2 separate regions of the Rattus norvegicus genome follow, and region 1 is linked to region 2. A link is a contact called in public Hi-C data. All regions are on one chromosome and are shown on one strand. The core of a region is the stretch at or near the end of the contact, and the rest is flanking DNA. Distances in the headings are between cores, read along the strand shown. Region 1 has its middle 42 kb from the start of Zfp365. Region 2 overlaps Arid5b (AT-rich interaction domain 5B).

Region 1 (5,554 bases), core at 234-2,733, 280 kb before region 2:
TTGTTTCCGTGTGTGTGTGTGTGTGTGTGTGTGTGTGTGTGTGTGTATGTATGTATGTTTAAAGGTAAGTGTGTGCACTTCTGCATGTAGGTGCCCTTGAGGAGTCTAGAAGAGAAACTCAGATCCCCTTAGAACTGGAGTTAAAGGCAGTTCTGAGCTGCCCAACATGAAGGAACTGGATTCAAGTCTTCTGCAAGTCTTCTGTATCTGCTTCTTTGAATTGCCCACTGTCTCAGTCAGGGTTTCTGTTCCTGCACTGACATCGTGACCAAGAAGCAAGTTGGGGAGGAAAGGGTTTATTCAGCTTACACTTCCACATTGCTGTTCATCACCAAAGGAAGTCAGGACAGGAACTCAAGCAGGTCAGGAAGCAGGAGCTGATGCAGAGGCCGTGGAGTGATGTTGCTTACTGGCTTGTTCCCCTGGCTTGCTCAGCTTACTTTCTTATAGAACCCAAGACCACCAGCCCAGGGATGGCACCACCCACAATGGGCCCTCCCACCCTTGATCACTGAGTGAGAAAATGCCTTACAGTTTGAAGGGAGCCTCAGGGAGGCTCTTTTCTCTGCAAGAACTCCAGCTTGTGTCAAGTTGACACACACACAACCAGCCAGTACACCGACCATCTCGCCAGACCAGGTCCACCCATTTTCCATTTTATGAAGAAGAAAAAGGAGGAGGAGGAGGGGGAGGAGGAGGAAGAGGAGGAGGAGGAGAGGAAGAAGGAGAAGGAGAAGAAGAAGAAGAAGAAGAAGAAGAAGAAGAAGAAGAAGAAGAAGAAGAAGAAGAAGAAGAAGAAGAAGAAGAAAAAGAAGAAGAAGAAGAGGAGGAGGAGGAGGAGGAGGAGGAGGAGGAGGAGGAGGAGGAGGAGGAGGAGGAAGGGGGAGGAGGAAGGGGAGAAGAAGAAGGAGAAGAAGAGGAGGAGGAGGAGGAGGAGGAGGAGGAGGAGGAGGAGGAGGAGTCGTCGTCTACACTGAACACACAGAGTGAGAACGAGAGGATTGGGAACTCCCCACTGTGGTTCTACTTCCTTAGTATTTCCAAGGAAACTCTAGGCTGACTATTCTCAATACCCCCTATTTCTGAAGTAACCAGATTTCCACCCTCAGTATATTTGAGGCCCACACTGGATTTTGGGTTTTAAAAATGAAGCCTGTAAGTGACATCTTGGGACACTCCTTGGTCCTCTGTTGGGGCTCCTGGATTCCACTTTGGATTCCCATCAGGACCATTTCAGCTCTAGGTGGGTAAAGAAGATGATGAGGTGCTCAGAGCGAGTTCCTCTCAGCAGCAGCAGCAACTGAGAGGCATTTCTCTTGTGCTGTCGGTTCCCAAGGCCATCTGCGCATGAGCAATGTGGAGCCTTCACCTGCGCATGAGCACTGTGGAGCTTTTCCCAAGAAGGACATCAGAGTTAGTGTGTGCATACTAAAGGCTTGACACTTGAAATCAACAGACCGAAATATCCCGCCAGCCCCAATTGTTATGCAACCGAGCTGAGAGCAGGTGAATCAGCAGCCGTGATGGCCAAAGTCAGTGAGTCATCTACTGTCTGAAGGAAGTCACTTTCGGAACCCAACTTCTGGGGCTTCCAAAAACTCCTTAGTGACTTCAGTAACTCACAAGCTCTAGTGGAGTTATCTTGGCCCTTTTATGTACCCCTTGGGTATTTGGGTTTGAGTGTGTGTGTGTGTGTGTGTGTGTGTGTGTGTGTGTGTGTGTGTTTATTTACTTTTTTGTTGTCATTGTTATTGGTTTTGTTTGATTAAAGCCGGGTCTTCCGTAGCCCAGGCTAGCCTCAAACGCATTAGGTAAGCAAGAGTGACCTTCAATTTCTGATATCCCGCCCCACCTCCATCTCCCAAGGATTCCAGTATGTGCCACTACACCAAGGTTGTGTGGTACTGGAGATGGAACCAGGGGCTTCACGCACGATAGAAAAGCATTCTGTCAGTGAAACCACCTCCCCAGTTCAACCCGTTTAATTCCTCTTTGGAGAAGTCTCAGATGAACTTAGATCAAGCCTCTCTGTGGAGTAGCTCATACTCAGCAAAGTGTACTTCTTTTTGGCTTGATTCCCCTGCTAATCTGGGCCTTTGGAGGAAACACAGAGTGTTGAGAGGTTTTCCTGGATCACATTCTTAGACTCGTTAAGCCTTGTAATGACTGGAGACAGAGCGCCAAATCTGGGCTTACTAGGAGAGTGCTTGAAGTAAATCTTAGGGTTTAAAACGGAATGTGCTAGGGCTAGAGAGATGGCTCAGTGCTTGCGAGCATTTTTCTGCTCTTCCAGGGGACCTAAATGTGGTTCCCACCTCTCTTGGACAATTCACAAAGGTGCACAACTCCAGTTCCAGGAGATCTCACACCCTCTTCTGGCCTCTGCATGAACATGCACACACATATAAAAAACTAGAAATAAAAAATAAATGTTTAAGGGGCTGTAGACACAGTTTGGTGGCTAAGGGGGCACACTGCTCCTCCAGAGGTCCTAGGGTCAGTTCACAGCACCCACATCTGGCTGTTCACAGCCACTTGTAAGCTCAAGACACTCTGACACCCTCTTCTGGCCTCCTAGGGTACTTCAGACATATGATACACACACAGGCTTGGGCACACACATAGGATAAACATGTAAGTAAATATTTTTTTTCCAAAAGACATTTAAAATAGAATGTTCTGGAGACAGATGCTTTTTCCTATGATTTAAAGCAAGGTTGTTCCCAATGAGTCTTTTTGACCTTACTAACTGACGTATTTGGAAGCCATCCTGACCTTTAACTGTCTCTGAATTGGCTCTTTCAAACTTCTCCACCCTTTGTCATTCGACTAGCACTGGCCTCTCTATTATGTTGAACATTGACAGTTCTGCAAAATTGGATCAAATAGGCGTACTAATTGCAGAAATGCCATTGGTCCCATTTAATGTTTAAAATCCCATTCTTATATTCCAAAGTTTGTCCTGTTTTGCTTCGTTCTCATTGATGAAAGATCATGGCATTACACATACCTTGTGTGTGTGTGTGTGTGTGTGTGTGTGTGTGTGTGTGTGTGAGAGAGAGAGAGAGAGGGAGAGAGAGAGGGAGAGAGAGAGGGAGAGAGAGAGAGAGAAAGACAGAGAGACAGAGACAGAGAGAGAGAGAGAGAGAGAGAGAGAGAGATCATGGATATATAGGTGCTCATGTGTATGTGTTTAGAGGCCAAAGGTCAATTTCAAGTGTCAATCTTTTGATATCTACTGTGGGTTTATTTGTTTGTTTGAGACAGGGAGTCTCATTGGCCTGGATCTTACTGATGTGACAAGGCTTCTGGGCCAGTGACTTCCGGGCCTGTGAGCCACGGACATTTTCCTGTCTCCATCTCCCAGGTACCTGCCACCAAGCCCCGCTTTTAAAGTGGGTTCTAGGGATCGAACATGGGTCTTCCTGCTTGTGTGCAGCAAACATTGCCTTCTGCAAGCTCACGTGTACATTTTAACCTAGAGGTTTATCCTAAATACAAACTCTGTTAAGTCCCATGATCTACACTAGCTATAGTAACCGCTACCATTGAAAACACAGTGTGTAAATTTGAAAAGTAATGTGGAAGTAACAGGTACAAAGACATATATTAGGTCATATTTATATAGCACGTAACAGGTATAAAGATGTGGATTATGTCACTGCTTTTAAAAGAAGCAGAAAGATCTCTACTCACTGATATGGAAATGTGTTGAAAAAAATAGTGTAAAGTGAAACAAGAATCGTATACATGTATGTGTATACACACACATGTGTATTGTATGTATGTATGTATGATGTATGTGTGTGTCTGAGGCTCCATATGAGTTTGACATGTTTTTATACGTTTATATATACTTGTCTGTGTAAAGAAGATGCTGGAAGGTTATCCAAGACAAGTTGTTTTTATAATTAACATTATCGCTTGCTAATAATTTCACAAGTAATTGGAAAGAGCGGAAAAGTCAATGTGTTTTTCTAAGTCTAGAGCTGCTGGCCAAAATCAATAGATCTGACCTATTTGTAATAGAGTAGCCAGTCTCCAGGCAGAGCCATTGCAGAGGAGACCAGGAAAACGTGATAGAGACAGATGGTAAAGCCCATGACTTTTTACCAACTGTTCTATTTTTTTTTCCCTTTGGCCAAACACATTATGAGCTAGTTAAAAGGGAAACACTATAATTATATCCCGAACGGCAACTAAAACCAGCAGCAAAAAGACATGATTAGATGCTTAGTCCCCATTATCGATTCTGTCAAAACAGGTGTGGCAGCCACTCAGTCGGCTCACTCTCAAGCACACCTAAGGCCACACCTCGATTGTCATACTGTGTCTTGTTTGTCAGATGTCTTCTGCCTGGTCTTGAAGTAGAAAGAAAAATAGTCCTTGTGATTCGCTCAGCAAGTTCCACAGGTGAGCCCATGTGCCCATGGACTTCCCTGGCACCATTTGCTCTTTCCCATTTCCATACCTGTGTGACAACACACATACACACGCGTGTGCGCACACAAACGAATGATTGTTTTGAAGAGTTGTCACTAAACTAGCATTTCGAGCTTTACCTGGGGTTTTGGTTTTATGCCCTATAAAACTTACATCCTAAAACCCAAAAAGGAACTTGAGGACGCAGCTCAGTTGATAGAATTGATGGTGCTTTTCCTAGGTGCTGAGCCCTGTGTTTGAGCCCAGCACCACGTAAACAAGGCTAGTGGTGCATGTCCACAGTCCCGTAACTCAAGAGGCAGACAGAGCCTGGAGGAACAGAAATTCAAGGTCATCCTCGGATACATAGCCACGCTTGAGGCTACCCAGCCTAAAAAATTAAATAGTAAATAAAATTTAAATAAAGTTTAGAAAAACGTATGAGTGTCATGGGAAGTTCAAATGGAAGGATTTTTTTTTTAATGTTTGGGGGGTAAGCTTTATATTCTAAGTATATGACATCGTTGAACTTCAGTGAGGAGGGCTTTCCCCTGCTATTGTTTAGAAAAAGAAATCTTGGGAAGCAAGTGATATCCCGCCTGCATTCAGCTTTCAGTGGGCTAAGGGAAGAGGATTGCTGCTAGTTCAAGATCAGCCTGGAATGTATAGTAAGTAAGACCTGATCACAGATAGATAGATAGATAGATAGATAGATAGATAGATAGATAGATAGATAGATAGATGATACATAGATACATAGATACATAGATACATAGATACATAGATGATAGATACATAGATAGATACATCGATGATAGATACATAAATAGATACATAGATATACAGGTTGAGAGAGAGAGGATGGATATAGATAGATAGATAGATAGATAGATAGATAGATAGATAGATAGATAGATAGATAGGCAGATGAGAAAACAAGAACTTCAAAGGTTTAGTGTAATGAGATGGATTTCAAAAGCACACAAGACAAGAACCACTTTGAGCACATAAGAGACCTTAAATGTGTTCCAACCACTGTGCTTGTAACCCTTCTCTAAGTGATAAGTCAGAGGCAGTTATGGGATGTCCTTAGCTGACAGCATCCAAGTGGAATGGTGGTGATACTTAACAA
Region 2 (5,358 bases), core at 2,412-4,911:
CTCTCCTTTTTCTGTGACAACCAATAAACTTGCTCATTCCAGTCTATGATTGATACCCTCCGAGGTGCCCCTACTGAACACAACTGCAGCGAACTGAAAGCTACATTTTTACGTCAAATGGTTTCAGAAGGACACGGTAAGTAGCATTTAGACTTGCATTAAAACACAGCGTCTGTGTTTAGCCATCTCTCCAGCTTTGGAAATGAGATTGTCTAGTTTCAATACCGAAGGTATTCGATTTGCCAATTTGACAAAGAAAATGTTCCCCACTGGATCTAAGTAAATAGTTTTTATGGTTTGGTTTGGTTGGTTGTGCATACATAGATTAGCATGGCTATGCTTAACTCATTACAGACATGGATGAACATTCTAGGAGACACAGTTTGGTTCTTAAATCCACACCGAATAAAAACAATCGAATAAGGTCCTAATTTGTTTTAAAAGATGTACAGAAGGAGTTTGTGCAGAAAGTCCAGTTACTAATTTCTTTATTCCATCCAAAAGAACAATCTAGGATATAGTGTCCTTCCTTCTTTAAAAGTAAGAGCCCAAGGTCCTACTAATCTACAGTGCTAGCTTCCAAAACGGGGTGACCTGAATTCCATCCCTAGAACCGGCATGGTGGAAAGAGAGAATTAGAGAATTGACCTCTGACTTCTACAAGTGCTTGGTGGCACATGACCCCACAAATAAAAATGTAACTTTTTTTTTTTAACTAAGAAGGGAGCTGGCGATGACTCAGTTTATAAAGTGTTTTCTACATAATCATGGAGGCCTGGGCTCAATCCTCAGACTCCCGTCCCTGAGCCTCTCAGTGGTGCGCAGATGTAGTTTCCTACCGATGAGGCAGAGGCGGGCAGATCTCTGGGCGAGCTGCCGGTTGGCTAGCCAAATTTCAGCAGGAAGCCCAAGCCTCAAAACACAAACAGACACCCCCAATGCCTGAAGATGACACAGCTCTCCTCTGGCCTCAGCATGGACACATGCACGCCGGCTTCTACACACGGAACACGTGCACACACCCGCCCGTAACATCTCTGCCCATCTCCGCCCATAACGGCTTTTCTTAAAATGCTTTGCTAAAACTCGCTCACGTTCCCTGAGCTTCCCCTGAGGAGCTGCAGGAGCCGCCGTACTGCAAAGGCACTTCACAACCCTTCTGCGGTCCCATGGCTCTCTGACTGTAAAGAAGAGAGTAGAAAATGTAGTCTGGAGGGGTCCAGAGAAGAAGAGAAAGGAGCCTGGGGTGTGGTGTGTGGGCAGAGGCAGCAACAAAGTTCCTGACCCCCACAGGCATACATTAACTAGGGACCAGTGGTTGATTGTGACAAGCTCATGTGCTCCGTCATTGGAAACATGAGTTTGTGTCACAGAGAACAGCAGGGCAGATGTTAGTGGAAACCACTCCATGGATCTCATAATAATACTAGTAATAATTAATAACAGTGATAGAGAAGGGTGAAGCTTCACGCTGTCAGTTAAGAGAAAACATTTCTCTTCCTGTTTAAAGTCGCTGCATCCAGTGCGGTCACGGTACCCACAGGAGTCTGCAGAGCTCTTGAAACCCCACGTCCGAGACGAGGTGCACTTTACGTGCGAAACACCGACTGGTTTTCAACATGTGGGATGGAGAGCAAACGATCTCACAGAGCGCATCTTAAATCAAGTCCACACTGAGATAATGGCAATATTTTGGCTATAATGGATTGGATAAATATATCATTAAAATTAATTCCACATTTTCCTTTTTCAATGGCAGACGGCTTGTGTCATCTTCCGTATGGGTGATGCTGGTTTGGACGACAACATAATGTTAGGATCAGAGATGTCCTTGGTTGGGACTCAAAGGGTAAGCAAAACAGACCGACGTCTGAAGCTAGAACACAGTTATCGAAGATCACAACTCAAATGGTCCAATACAATGTAGGGTCCTATCTGCTGTAATGTCTGCTGTCACGAACACATGTTATTACCCCAGAATTTGCTGATGTGGGGTCTCAAAAAAGTTCAAATCTAGTAATATTGACTCGAGGTTACTAAACGTCCCGATAAGGCTGTTAGAACATTAAGTTCCTTAACTAAGGTACCAAGTGAAAACATGTTGGAGGAGGGAGAGAGGGAAAGAGGGAGGGAGGGAGGGAGAGAAGGAGGGAGGGAGGGAAGAAGGGAGGGGGAGAGGGAGAGAGGGAGGGAAAGAGGGAGAGAGGGAGGGAGGGAAAGAGGGAGAGAGGGAGAGAGGAGCTCTGACTCCTCCTGAGCTATTTTGACATGTTGATGACATGAGTTGGGTGTAGTGTTTTAATCATTTGGTGCAGACATGAGCATGAGAAAATGGAATTTGAGTGAGTTTGGCTAATCCCAAGTAGAAGTTTCCTGACCACAAATTGCCGAAAAAGTTTACAGTCTAACTGCGTTTGCCTTTTAGAGATTTCACTTGAAAGTAAGGAGAGGGGTCAGATACAGTCAGCCCTCAAGGCAAGAACATGACCTTCTTGGCATGGTCCAGCTGCCTCAGGTCCCACAATTTCACACGACACATTGCCAAGAAGCCCGGAGAAGTTGGATGAAAGAAAGAGGTTTCAGTTCTGGGAACTGTAGAGGAGACGAGCACTTTATCCAGTCATCCTTAGCATCCAAAGGACCAGCAAGAAAACAGGGTGACAGAAGAGGGACCTTGCTATGCACGCCTAGGGACAGGGGTTTGATTCCTGGAACCCACGCCAAGCTCTATGGAGAGAACCAGTTCTACGAAGTTGTTCTCTGATCTCCGTCTTCAGACCCACAATGCACATGCGTACACATATGCACTTGATAAAAAATAAATGTAGAAAGACCACCGGACATTGTGATGATAGTGGCTACTTAATACCGGGTCAGCCTAGCGTCTTGTTCTCCCGCATAGCCAGTCACAGGGTCTGAAATAAGAGTCCATTCCCTCTGGCTCCTCCACTTTGGTTTCTATGACGATGGCCATGAAGCACAGGAGCTAAGCAACCTATCAAAAGCCAAGCTCTCCTCCGCTGAACCCCTTCCTTTTATCTTCAAATGACCTGGATTATAACACACGAGAGCAGTAATGGTGGCTCCGGAAATAAATTCAGGCTAGACAGCGAGAGCTGCAGCTCAAGCACCTCAGGTTTTAGGCTGAGAGATGAAAACGATCACTGCAGCGTGAACAAGACATGCGACGGGTATTTTACTGTAGGATACTTATAAGGTGATCATTTTTAATGACATTTTTGGATGGGTTCAACCTACATGCAATGAAGCGCCCCGTCTGTGTGCCTCTGGTATGTTGGTGATAGCTGTAAAGGTTTTTTTTTTTTTTTTGGTCTTCCACCCAAGCGCTTTCATAGCATATGGTATACATATTTTAGCATCCGACCTTATAAACTCATGACCAACTGTCAGTAGACAGTTATCTAACACATGGGGTCGCCATAAAAAGCCTCCTTATTTGGGCAAAAGTCCTCGTCTGCACCGGTATCTCTGTATTTCCTCTCAGAAGAAATGTCTTTGGATTATTGGCTGTTCAGGAAACCCAGAGGCTTGCAAGTGTGGCGATTGAAAGGCCGCGAAATAAATCCTTAGCAAGTTAAAACACTTAGCTCGTCATTAGAACCATTTCTGGCTTTGTTAGCCTTAAGCAAACTCTCTATTGCCCTCTTGTGGTAAATCAGGGTGATGCACAGGGATGACCACAAAAACCCCAGGAACTAACAAGGTTTACTCAAACACAGGTAGGGCATTGATCTCGGAGGGACGCAAGTGTGAACCACAACTTTAGGCTGTTTCAATATGCATTTTAATTTACATTTAGTAGGCCTCCTTCAGGATGCCAGGAGTTGTGAGGTGAGGTTGGTGGGGCTTGTATAGGAGGTGTAGAACAATGTATCCCAGGAAGGTAACAGAGTCACTGTATCTGTGGCTATAGCTGTTCTATTTTTGTGGCCAATTGATTTTAACGAGTTTTATAACCGTAAAAAAGATCATGCCCACATTTTAAAAGTTCCTTCATAACCAAAAATAGGCTGATACTCCAATTGGCTTGGAATTACAGGAACCAAGGAAAGATGTCTGAATAACTCCCTAATAAGGAAGAAAAGCCACTAAAAACAAAAAAGGCCAGTTCATTTGTTTCTAACAATAGGCAGTATAGAGAAACTTGGAATTTATAAGACCAAGGAAAGGACTAAGCTGTATCATTCCATGAATAATAATAATAATAATAATAATAATAATAATAATAATAATTCTAAATCCTATAATCAGTTGTGCAATTGGTGCTTAATTTGATTTTTAAATTTCATTTCCAATCTATGTGGTGTAATTTTGGACAATTTCCTACTGAATGGGCCTGTTCGCCCCCAAAAGCAAATAAACTTGGTATTAAAACAAACCAAGCAGCTAAAAAAAGAAGTTGGGGGGATCCAAAACTGCAGAGCCCAGGACACAAAAAGCAAACCCTCTCTCCTCCAATTACCAGCCAAGGCACTGGCTTTTTAAATAAAGCTACTTCCCCCTGCCCAGCGTGAACCCAAATGTTCTGTAATTCCAAGATGATTTTAGGAGCGGATTTATCTTGACTTGGCCTCGACTCCAGTTTTGCAGCAACAGTTGTTTGGCTTTCGACTTTGAATTGACAAAGTCCTTAAAGTAACTCTACCATAAAATTAAACAGCTGTGTCTTCTTTAGCAAAACATGACTGACTGCTCTTATGTGTGCGCTGCGGCGCAAGCTCAAAAAGTGCCCTTTCTTTCATGTCCTTTTACTAAAAAAAAAAAAAAAAAAAAAAAAAATTCCAAAATAATTTCTCTAGTTAGCCTTGTTTCTCTTTAAAAGACAACAACAACAACAATGGAGGGGCCTCTGATGTGCATCTACTTCTAAGCACAGGCGTTTACACACCGGACTCTCGCTCAAAGGGCTTTTGTTTAATTCCTATTATGGTAGGAAATATGATATGCTGCCCCCCCAGTAGAATAACAAGCCCGCATGGCAGAAAGACAGACATGTTTGTTGCTTTCACAGATGGGAAGACTGAACTTTAAATGGCGGACGGTAGAGGAAAAAGCGTTTACAGAGGCTACGATTAAATTTAGAATTTGACTCCTGGCCCAGGTCTTGAACCAGAACCGTGTGAAGGCTCCCATTCTTTGGGATCAACAGAAGAACAATTCGAAAACATTCTTTTGGGGTTATTAAGTATTGCTTCAGGCTCCGGGAAGTAAGGGTGTGGGCGGGGCCTGGACACAATACCACGCTTCTAGGTGCCACTCCTTGCAACATAACTCCAGGGAGGGATGGCTTGGTTTCGCTGCCAGTATTCTAGGATCACCCAGAGGCTCCTAGCACAG

Evidence for each region. Hi-C and Micro-C count contacts between places; a contact is called where the count stands out from the background.
Region 1: a Hi-C map of the A7r5 cell line shows a contact between it and region 2, with 6 times the contacts expected there. The contact joins two enhancer-like sites. A contact is called at or near these places in 9 of 12 Hi-C or Micro-C datasets (the A7r5 cell line, the Rat2 cell line, Schwann cells and 6 more).

What each region holds. Positions count from the first base shown.
Region 1 is chr20:20,704,325-20,709,878 of GRCr8, reverse strand. No RefSeq gene overlaps it. Among named protein-coding and RNA genes, the nearest start is that of Zfp365, 42 kb to the right of the region's middle. Within about 2 kb of position 1,483, at least 12 of the 93 cell types and tissues checked have an H3K27ac peak or open chromatin away from gene starts, as enhancers often do. A contact at or near this core is called in the A7r5 cell line, where this site is marked.
Region 2 is chr20:20,431,679-20,437,036 of GRCr8, reverse strand. All of the region lies in intron 4 of Arid5b (AT-rich interaction domain 5B), which reads right to left. Among named protein-coding and RNA genes, the nearest start is that of Arid5b, 130 kb to the right of the region's middle. Within about 2 kb of position 3,661, at least 12 of the 93 cell types and tissues checked have an H3K27ac peak or open chromatin away from gene starts, as enhancers often do. A contact at or near this core is called in the A7r5 cell line, where this site is marked.